Linked DNA regions of Triticum aestivum: region 2 is linked to region 1. Evidence: chromatin contacts called from public Hi-C data. All regions are on one chromosome and are shown on one strand. Each heading gives the region's core, a stretch centred on a gene start, on an enhancer-like site or on the middle of the called end of the contact. The rest is flanking DNA. Distances are from core to core; before and after follow the strand shown.

Region 1 (4,124 bases), core at 19-2,518:
TAATCACCCAGTTACCTTGTGATGTTTGATAGTACACAAGGTGTTTCTCCGGTATCCGGGAGTTGCATAATCTCTTAGTTAGAGGAACATGTATAAGTCATCAATAAAAGCAATAGCAATAAAACTAAACGATCATTATGCTAAGCTAACGGATGGGTCTTGTGCATCACATCATTCTCCTAATTATGTGATCTCGTTCATCAAATGACAACACATGTCTATGGTTAGGAAACTTAACCATCTTTGATTAACGAGCTAGTCAAGTAGAGGCATACTAGGGACACTTTGTTTTGTCTATGTATTCACACATGTATCAAGTTTCCGGTTAATACAATTTTAGCATGAATAACAAACATTTATCATGATATAAGGAAATATAAATAACAACTTTATTATTGCCGCTAGGGCGTATTTCCTTCATGGATCTCAATATGTAGCATAATGAAATTTGGTGTGAATCTGTGAAAAACTGCTACCGTGGCAATGTTTTTGATATGCTGAAATTGCTGCCGTGTTAGTGAATTGAGCTGCTATCGCAGCTGCTATTATCGCGCCATGTGGCATGCTCTGAGTGGAGGATACCGGTTTAGTGAAGAAGCATTCTGAGCCGTTGGATTAAGTCGCAATGGATGGCTGATGTTCTTTTAAAACTAGGGTTCGAATCAGTGGGGTATTCCTCACCAGAACAGAGGAGACGACGATGGGCCTGATCGGCGATGATGTTACTCCTAATGGCCATAGGTGATCGATGAAGATGCTGGAAGACAAGGAGGTTCATGGGGAGTCCTTTGGTGTCCTCAGGGAGTTCCGGTGTGTCCTGTAGAGACGATGGTGGGCGAATGAACATGCGGCGGCGATGGTATGCTCTGGCGAGATTGGTTTAGCTGGGGAGCTCAATTTGGTGCGATCCTGGGCAAAATCAAAGGGGGTAGAGGTGCATGAGGTATCTGCGAATACATAGAAAGTCTCGGCGAGGAACGAGGCTTACCGAGGCGGGAGAATTTCACGTCGGCACTACTCAGGACGGCGGAGCTCACTGGGGTTGCTTCGCTCGATTTCGAGCTCTGACCCGTGAGGCAAGGCAGGGTATCGGAAGAAGAGAGCGAGGGGGTCCCGGGGTGGTCCATACGCATGAGAACCTCGTGGGGATCGGAGAGATCGGGCGCGGCTGTGAGAAACGCACAGAGCGGTGGCGTACACGACCAGGAGATCGGATAGAGGTAGGAGAAGGTGAGTGGGGCCTACGCGTCATAGACAGACGAGGAGTAGAGAGACAGATAGCCGGGGGATGATGCTGACGTCACGCTGACGTGCGTGCGAGGCTGCTGGCTGCGCTATGCTGAAGTGGGCCAGCCTGCTAGCTGCTGCTGCGCTGTAATGTGGGTGAGCGAGGTTTAGGCTTTAGTCCAGTTTCTTTTACAGAAATGATTTTGGCTCAAAAAAATCCAATCATTTTATAAAAAAGACCAGGACACTCACAAAAACAAATTGTGTTACATACAACATAGTGGACATTTTCCAGTCCAAAATACTTATATAGAGTACCGATTATATTTTTATAAACTTTATTTTTGCACTTATAAAATGTTCCATAAAATAATTTTGAACTCTGACAAATACAAATACCATTTGAAACATATCCAACTCTTTTAACATTGAAGGAGTCATATATTTCCTTCTCTCATAGAATTTATTTTTGAGTTAGAATTGTTATAAATATTGAAATCCAAATGGGTGAATATTCAATTATTCAACAATAGTATTCTTTGAGGAAGTCCTGTCATCCTCTCTCATATTTTGAATTGGAAACATTATGAATATTCTCAAAGTTCAAAATAAGCTTGAAAGGAATATTCGGGAAGTCATGTTATTCCCTCTCATTTTAAATATTCATTCAACTCAAAAGTTTCAAATCCTAGTCAAAATGAACTAACAACAAGCAACCCAAGCATGTTTTTATTTAATCCTATTTAAATAATTAACATTCCAAAATTTATAATTTTGGGATGTTACAAATCTACCACCCTTAAAATGAATCTCGTCCTCGAGATTCGGAGAGGCTAGAAAGAAAAGGTTAGGTTTGGTATTCTCCTTGAATATCCATTGTTTATCCGAGAGTGTGGAGTACTACCACCCTTAGAATAAAAGTCACTGATCTTTAGAAATCTTACTCCTTCGATGAAATCCTTCACACATGTCTTGCACTCCTTCGAAATTCTGAATCCCTTATCAAAAGAGCAGTCTTCCATATACTGAAACTTCATGGCTCACATGTCTTGTGCCGATACTAAACAAATATCGATACTCTCATGGTGGTCATCAAGAATACTTCTATGGTGGTTCCTGCAGAAAATGGTCTTGGTTCATCCTCACCGTTACAACCTACTATTGGCAGCGGCGGCCTTCTACAAGGGTCAAATGGCATACCATTCTATGGTTTAAGGCTTAACATCATCGTGTATCTACTATAGGTAAGTCACTCTAGATTTACCATGCCACATAGCAAGAGCGAATAATAAGAGTAAGCCGGTATGGTGATCAAGCCATTCCACACTCAAATCATTACCTTGTATATGGTTTAGCAAATCTCGCATTCTAACACTCAGGCATCCTCACAAACATTGCAAAATTTTCTATTTTCACGAACTAGGTTCGGATAATTCCATTGGTTCTGCATGCGAGACTGAACTACTATAAAACATGTACTGATGAACTATAGCTTCCTCCAGGTTTCTTCCTTCAGCAAGATTGTGCTTGCTTCTTGGCGGTCCTGGCGCATGTGGTTTAGCTTGAACTCATCCCTAGGTTGCATCCATCTTCACTCCATTCTCGGGATTTGCAAGCAATGTAGTAACTCCTTTTGCGCGGGTCTTAGGTTTAGGGGGAATAATAGATTGTAGAGGGAGACAGGTATACCCATACAAGCATCACAATAGTTTTGAAAATAAGTTTTGATGTGCGCTGTTAGTAAAACAGACACAATGACAGCTCACAAAATGCGTCTAACGATATACGCATATAAAAATCTTGTATCTTCAAGGTCTTCAATGTAGGTAGCTCCTTTCGTGCATCAACGAAGAAATCGTCATAACACCATCTTTTCATAGCTTGCTCTTCTTGAATCTTCAAGCATAATAAATAGGTAGGGGTCTATAACAATGCAAACTTATTCTACTCGCAAAATGAATCACATCGCACATCACACAACATCAATCAATAAAAAACACAAAAGTCACACGAAGCAAGCAAAACCTATAGGTAAGGTCATATCCACAAGAGATATGATCTCGTCATACTATGCATGAATCATTTATCGAAGTGGTGGTCTGAATCTAAGATTTTCCTTGATCATCTAAATTAACCATGAAGATCATCTAGAAATCTAAAAGTTAGTCTTTCTTGAGTCACACAAAAATACTTCTTTCTTGAATTCCTTCTCTCCTCATTATAGCATTGCTTCCCAAGCATTACATCCTCAGTGACAGGGCCAAATGGGGTTACTATAAGATGGCCAACTACTTTAAGGCAAGGTGAGAAGTTTAGAATATGAATGGTAGATGAGAAATACAAGTATGATAGTAAGTGATCAAGAAGTGATAAAACAATTTCCGATGGCTTTTCCTAGTCCATTCTAAGGGCTACGACCTACAGTCAACATGGGCTCTAATACCATCTGTAACGACCCGAACCTGATAAGATTCGATGTCTTTGTGCTCACAGTGCTAGGCGGCGATAGAGATCTTGGAATATACATCAAGTCTTCGGGAGAGGCTGTCTTGATCACACCTCCTGCGGATGGCCTCTGGAGTCCATCTTGATGATGAATGAAGGCTCGTCGACCGAACACGAGGAGAATGGGCCGACTGGGTTATGTAATGACCGAACCTGATAAGATTCGATGTCTTTGTGCTCACTGTGCTAGTCCCTAGATCAATAGCTAGCACACACAGTACAAGATGTAATATCAAGAATAAACCACATGTCATAATATTACATCGTAGATCCAGAATTCAATATAATACATACCTGCATAGCACAAGCTAGCATACACACAAAATGCAGCAAAAATGCAAATAAAATCACCATGAAGTCCATCAACACCACAGGCAAATGTCGAGTATGGA
Region 2 (4,540 bases), core at 483-2,982, 500 kb before region 1:
CTTTCAAGTGGACATGGGCTCTGGCTGATTATTTGTGAGTTCATACATGGGAAAACCCTATAAACGATTACAATGCTTATTAGTATATGCTAGGGAAGAGCAAAGTCGACCCATGTCATGTCACTGGCTGGAGTGAACAACCATATCACAATGTTTCTCAAAATGTTTGTTTGATATGAAATGGAAGAAAATATGCTTGGAAATAGAGCGTGACAGGGTTGGAGAATGGCACGAGTAAACTATTAGATGTGTGTTGTCCAAAGTACAAGGGTTCTCTTGATGCAAGATGGATGGCTCAATTTTTTCCTAGAGTTATACGTGTGTTGCACATGCATGCTTAAAATGTAAGAAACCTTAAAACATACTCCCTCCGTTCCAAAATAGATGACCCAACTTTGTATTAAAGTTAGTATAAAGTTGAATCATCTATTTTGGAACAGAGGGAGTAGAACGAATTGGCAACAGAATTTACCAAGAGGCCATCATAATAAATCATTTCGAAATGATTGCATCTGATTTCATGTCATGTCCATGGTAGCATTATATGCCATAGGAGTGCATACGACAGAAAGGTTACTAAGTTTCTCATCATGAATTAGTTTTTACTGTTCACTGTCTTATGATGAATATGATGCGTCCCACTTTAAGCCAAATGTGGGTGTGTGCTCTTTTCCTACTTTGGTTACTCAGAATACCTTGAGCCATGCATGACCGAATGTATCTCTAATTTATCCCAATTCCCATATGTGTAAATGTAAACCCAGTGAACCCAATCATTACGACCAACATCTCTACCCACCAAAAAGGTTGCATTTTCCCTATGTTATATCAGTAGTAAATGAGAGAAAGGGTCCTCACGTTGCCGGACGAGGTATGTACGGTGTCGAAGGATTGCTCCACTGACTGCAGGAACCTCAGCACCTTCTTCCAACTACCGCCACATCTTGCGAGGAGCTCCCCACGAGCCGCAGGCCCAATGACGGAGCAGGCCATGCGCGCTGCGCATAACCGCGAGGCGGCTTGCTCAGCGAGAGGACGGAGGGCGCGGCAGGTACCCTCAAGCCTGGCGAGGTCACCAGCGGCGAGCCTGCCGGAGCTCAGTACCTCCCCGATGAGGTGGCCCGGTAACTCTTCCATGGAGAAAGCGCGAGGCGACTTCTCCCCAGCCATGGATCCACCGCCACAGCTACGAGGAGGAATCGCTGTCCTTGGGGTGAAAAATCGGCGGTTTTGGTGCGAAATCGATTGGAATCATCCAAAGATCCGGACGAGCGTATCGAAATGGTAGGAAAGCAGAAGGAAAACTAAGAGAGGCTAATCCGCGGAGTAGCGACCGATTTGCTGCGGGCCGGTGAAGCGGAGCGGAGAAACCAAATCAGATCCACCAGATTCCAGGTCCCCCGCTGGAAGCTCGAACCAGCAACAGCGGATCGAATCCAAATCCAATCGGGCAAGGAAGGGCCGAATTGAATTGAATCGAATCGGCAGAAGCAGAAACTGGATAAGAATCGGTTGGTCGGAGGTGGGAATTGAAGCGGGGAAGGGAAGGGGCTCCTTTCCGAGAAATTTGGCCAGTATATATTTGTACGCACGCAAAAAGGATACGGACGAACACGAACCGACAGGAAGCAGAGGAAAGCAAGGAAGGGGAAGAGAGAGAGAGAATAGAATGCCGTGAAGCCTCGCTGCGCCTGCGCAGTAGGGCCGATCGTGGCTACGGCAACATGTCAGTGAGTGTTTCCAGGGAGCGATGCGGTGTCAGTGGGAAGGAAAGAATGTTCGTTGATCTGTTCGGTGGGTGCGCGGAGGACGACGTGGCTCGGCCTCGGCGTGGCCGCCACTATCGCCTCAGATTTTTTTGACACTCCACGAAGCTTTTTATTTAAACCGTCATAATGTTTATAAAGACGAATGGAAGTTCGCTGAATGGTCTAACCAGACATGGCGGCCAAGCCCTAACTGCAATGCGTGCTTCGTAAGACTGTGAGCCTTGAAGTTCGAACTCCTAAATTCATGAACAAAAATACAAGTATTGAAACTAATGGCATGATCTATGATTTCATGTATGATTGCACCATAACTTGCTCCATGCTTTTGTTTGATGTCGTCGATCACTACCCTGTAGTCAGACGCCACATGGATGGAGTTTAAGTTCAGGTCCTCTGCTAGCGCCAACGACTCTCTGACCGCCAAAGCTTCTAAGGTAGTAGGACCATGAATACCCTTAAGAACCAAGGCAAAGGCCCCCAAAAAAACGCATGTCTTGTCCCTGCATACTGCGGCGGCCGACCCTGCTTTTGCCATGCCCCTTGTAGCTGCATCAACATTTATTTTTGCACAATCTCCCAGTGGTGGCTGCCAACTCATGGGTCTCTCTGTTCTTGCATTCACGGTCCTCTGCTCCGGCTTCTTGATGATTTGGAGGTCGTTTAGCTGCGCTTGGATGAACATATGCGTTGACATAGGGCTCTGGAATATGTCCTCATAGATCGCCTTTCTTCGCGCGCTCCAGACCACCCAGAGGGTGATCACCATACGTACAAAAAGGTCATCCGGCAGTACCGCATTCATTTTGAATATCCATTCCTTCGCGTTGTCGCAGTCAAACTGGATCATCTGATCAACAAGGTCTTCATCAGACAGTGCCCACGTACTTCTGGCCATGGAACAATTGATGAGGGCATGCCGCCATGAATCCCTCGCTCCACATAATCTGCATGATGCTGAGGTTGCCATGTGTCTATGCTCAAGCAGGTCTGCAGTTGGGATAGAGCTACGGGCTAACCGCCACAGGAACGTCCTCACCTTTGACAGGACCTCCGTTTTCCAAAGTGCAGACCACTCCTTGCCCTCCTGGTCAGCCCCAGAAGAGCCCTCGGTTTCCTCAATCCAGTTTCCCCTAGTGATCTCGGTTTGCATAATCAGTCTATACGTAGATTTTACAGAAAAATTCCCTCTTCTCTCTCCGCTCCAAGCCCAGAAATCACCCATACTCCTTGTGCAAAGTGGTATTGCCAGGATGGCTTCAGCGTCGATGGGAACAAAAACTGAGCGTACTCGGATGATGTTAGGAGCCATCCTAGCATGTACGCATATGGGCTTGCCCACTGGGCCGCTCATGGACCTGGCCCGCCCACTGGGCCGCTCATGGACCTAGCCCGCCCACTACCCCATCGCTGCAGCTACAAGTACCAGATCGAAGGCAAGGAGCAAACCATCCAGGGGATCACCGAACGAACCGGCGGCGGCTACCTCCTTCCCTTTCCTCCGTTCTTCCCCTACCTTGTTTCCCTCCGTTCATGTAATCAAATTCGTATGTAATCAAAGCTTGTATCCCAAACTAATGAAAGATCGTAGTAGATCGAGTGGTCCCCAATCTCTTCCTTACATCTGGTATTCAGAGCCAGGCACCACCCTTCCCCAAATTCTTTCACAATTTATTTTCACCGCCACCATCTGAGGGAATCAGCCATGGATCCGTCCATCCAGGAGTATCTCCAGCGGCTTGACGCCAGCCCTTGACGCCTACACCAACACCATAAGGTCCCTCACCGAGAAACTGGGCATCCATGTCCAAAACCCACCACCGTCCGCCACCTCGCCAGAGAGCACAACCGACGCGTCAACGCCTATCCCAAGTGTCTCCTACTCCATAGGCAAGGCCCAGGAGGTTGTCGAGGTCATACACGATGCGCCCCCTACCTGTAGCGCAATGGCGCATCTCACTTGTTCGACGGAATGCTCACACCAGGTCGCCACCACCGACAGCATCGACAAGGTCACCACCGTCTACCACGAGTCCGTCGTCGACCTCAGTGACAAGTTCGGCGCCCTCAACATTCCTGTGATGGCCAACATCAACCCGCCGCTCCACGTCTAGGTTCCATCACCCCAAGTCCTTCGCGAGCAGCACCTGCGGCGTCGCTGTTGCAGGACCGGACGAGTACACACTCGTGGCGGCCACTCCAAACGTCGCCCTCGAGCTTGTCGTTCCCTCAAGCGTATCCTTCTCCACCAACAAGGTCCATGAGGTCCTTGCTATTCCCCGCAGTGTGTCCCCTGTCTACATCGGCATGGAGCCTTTCACCTGTTCGACGAAATGTTCCAACCAAGTTGGCGCCACTTATGTAACACCCACAATGCGGCTATATCTCCCACGTGTCGGGGCACGACTTAGAGGCATAGTCGCATGGTAGTTTTGTCGCAAGAGGGGTAATCTTCACACAATCCCATGTATTGAATAAGAAAGGGATGAAGAGTTGGCTTACAATCGCCACTTCACACAATACATAAATAATTCATACATCATCCAGATACACCCAAAGACCGACTATGGCCAAATCCAACAGAAAAGGAAGATAAACCCTAAATGCTAGATCCCCGATTGTCCCAACTGAGCTCCACTACTGATCATCAGGAAACGAAATGTAGTAATGACCCAGATCCTCGTCGAACTCCCACTTGAGTTCGGTGGCATCACCTGCACTAGTCTCCTTGGCACATGCAACTGTTTGGAAGTATCCGTGAGTCACGAGGACTC

What was found. Hi-C and Micro-C count contacts between places; a contact is called where the count stands out from the background.
Region 2: a Hi-C map of leaf shows a contact between it and region 1, with 4 times the contacts expected there. The contact joins the promoter of LOC123188575 here to the enhancer-like site in region 1. A contact is called at or near these places in 2 of 5 Hi-C or Micro-C datasets (both in leaf).

The regions. Positions count from the first base shown.
Region 1 is chr2A:307,524,870-307,528,993 of IWGSC CS RefSeq v2.1, reverse strand. No RefSeq gene overlaps it. Among protein-coding and RNA genes, the nearest start is that of LOC123185242, 4.7 kb to the right of the region's middle. Within about 2 kb of position 1,268, at least 6 of the 8 cell types and tissues checked have an H3K27ac peak or open chromatin away from gene starts, as enhancers often do. A contact at or near this core is called in leaf, where this site is marked.
Region 2 is chr2A:308,024,255-308,028,794 of IWGSC CS RefSeq v2.1, reverse strand. LOC123188575 (ultraviolet-B receptor UVR8) reads right to left here and starts at 1,732. Exons shown (of 6, transcript XM_044600737.1): 1 at 859-1,732. The coding sequence starts at 1,170.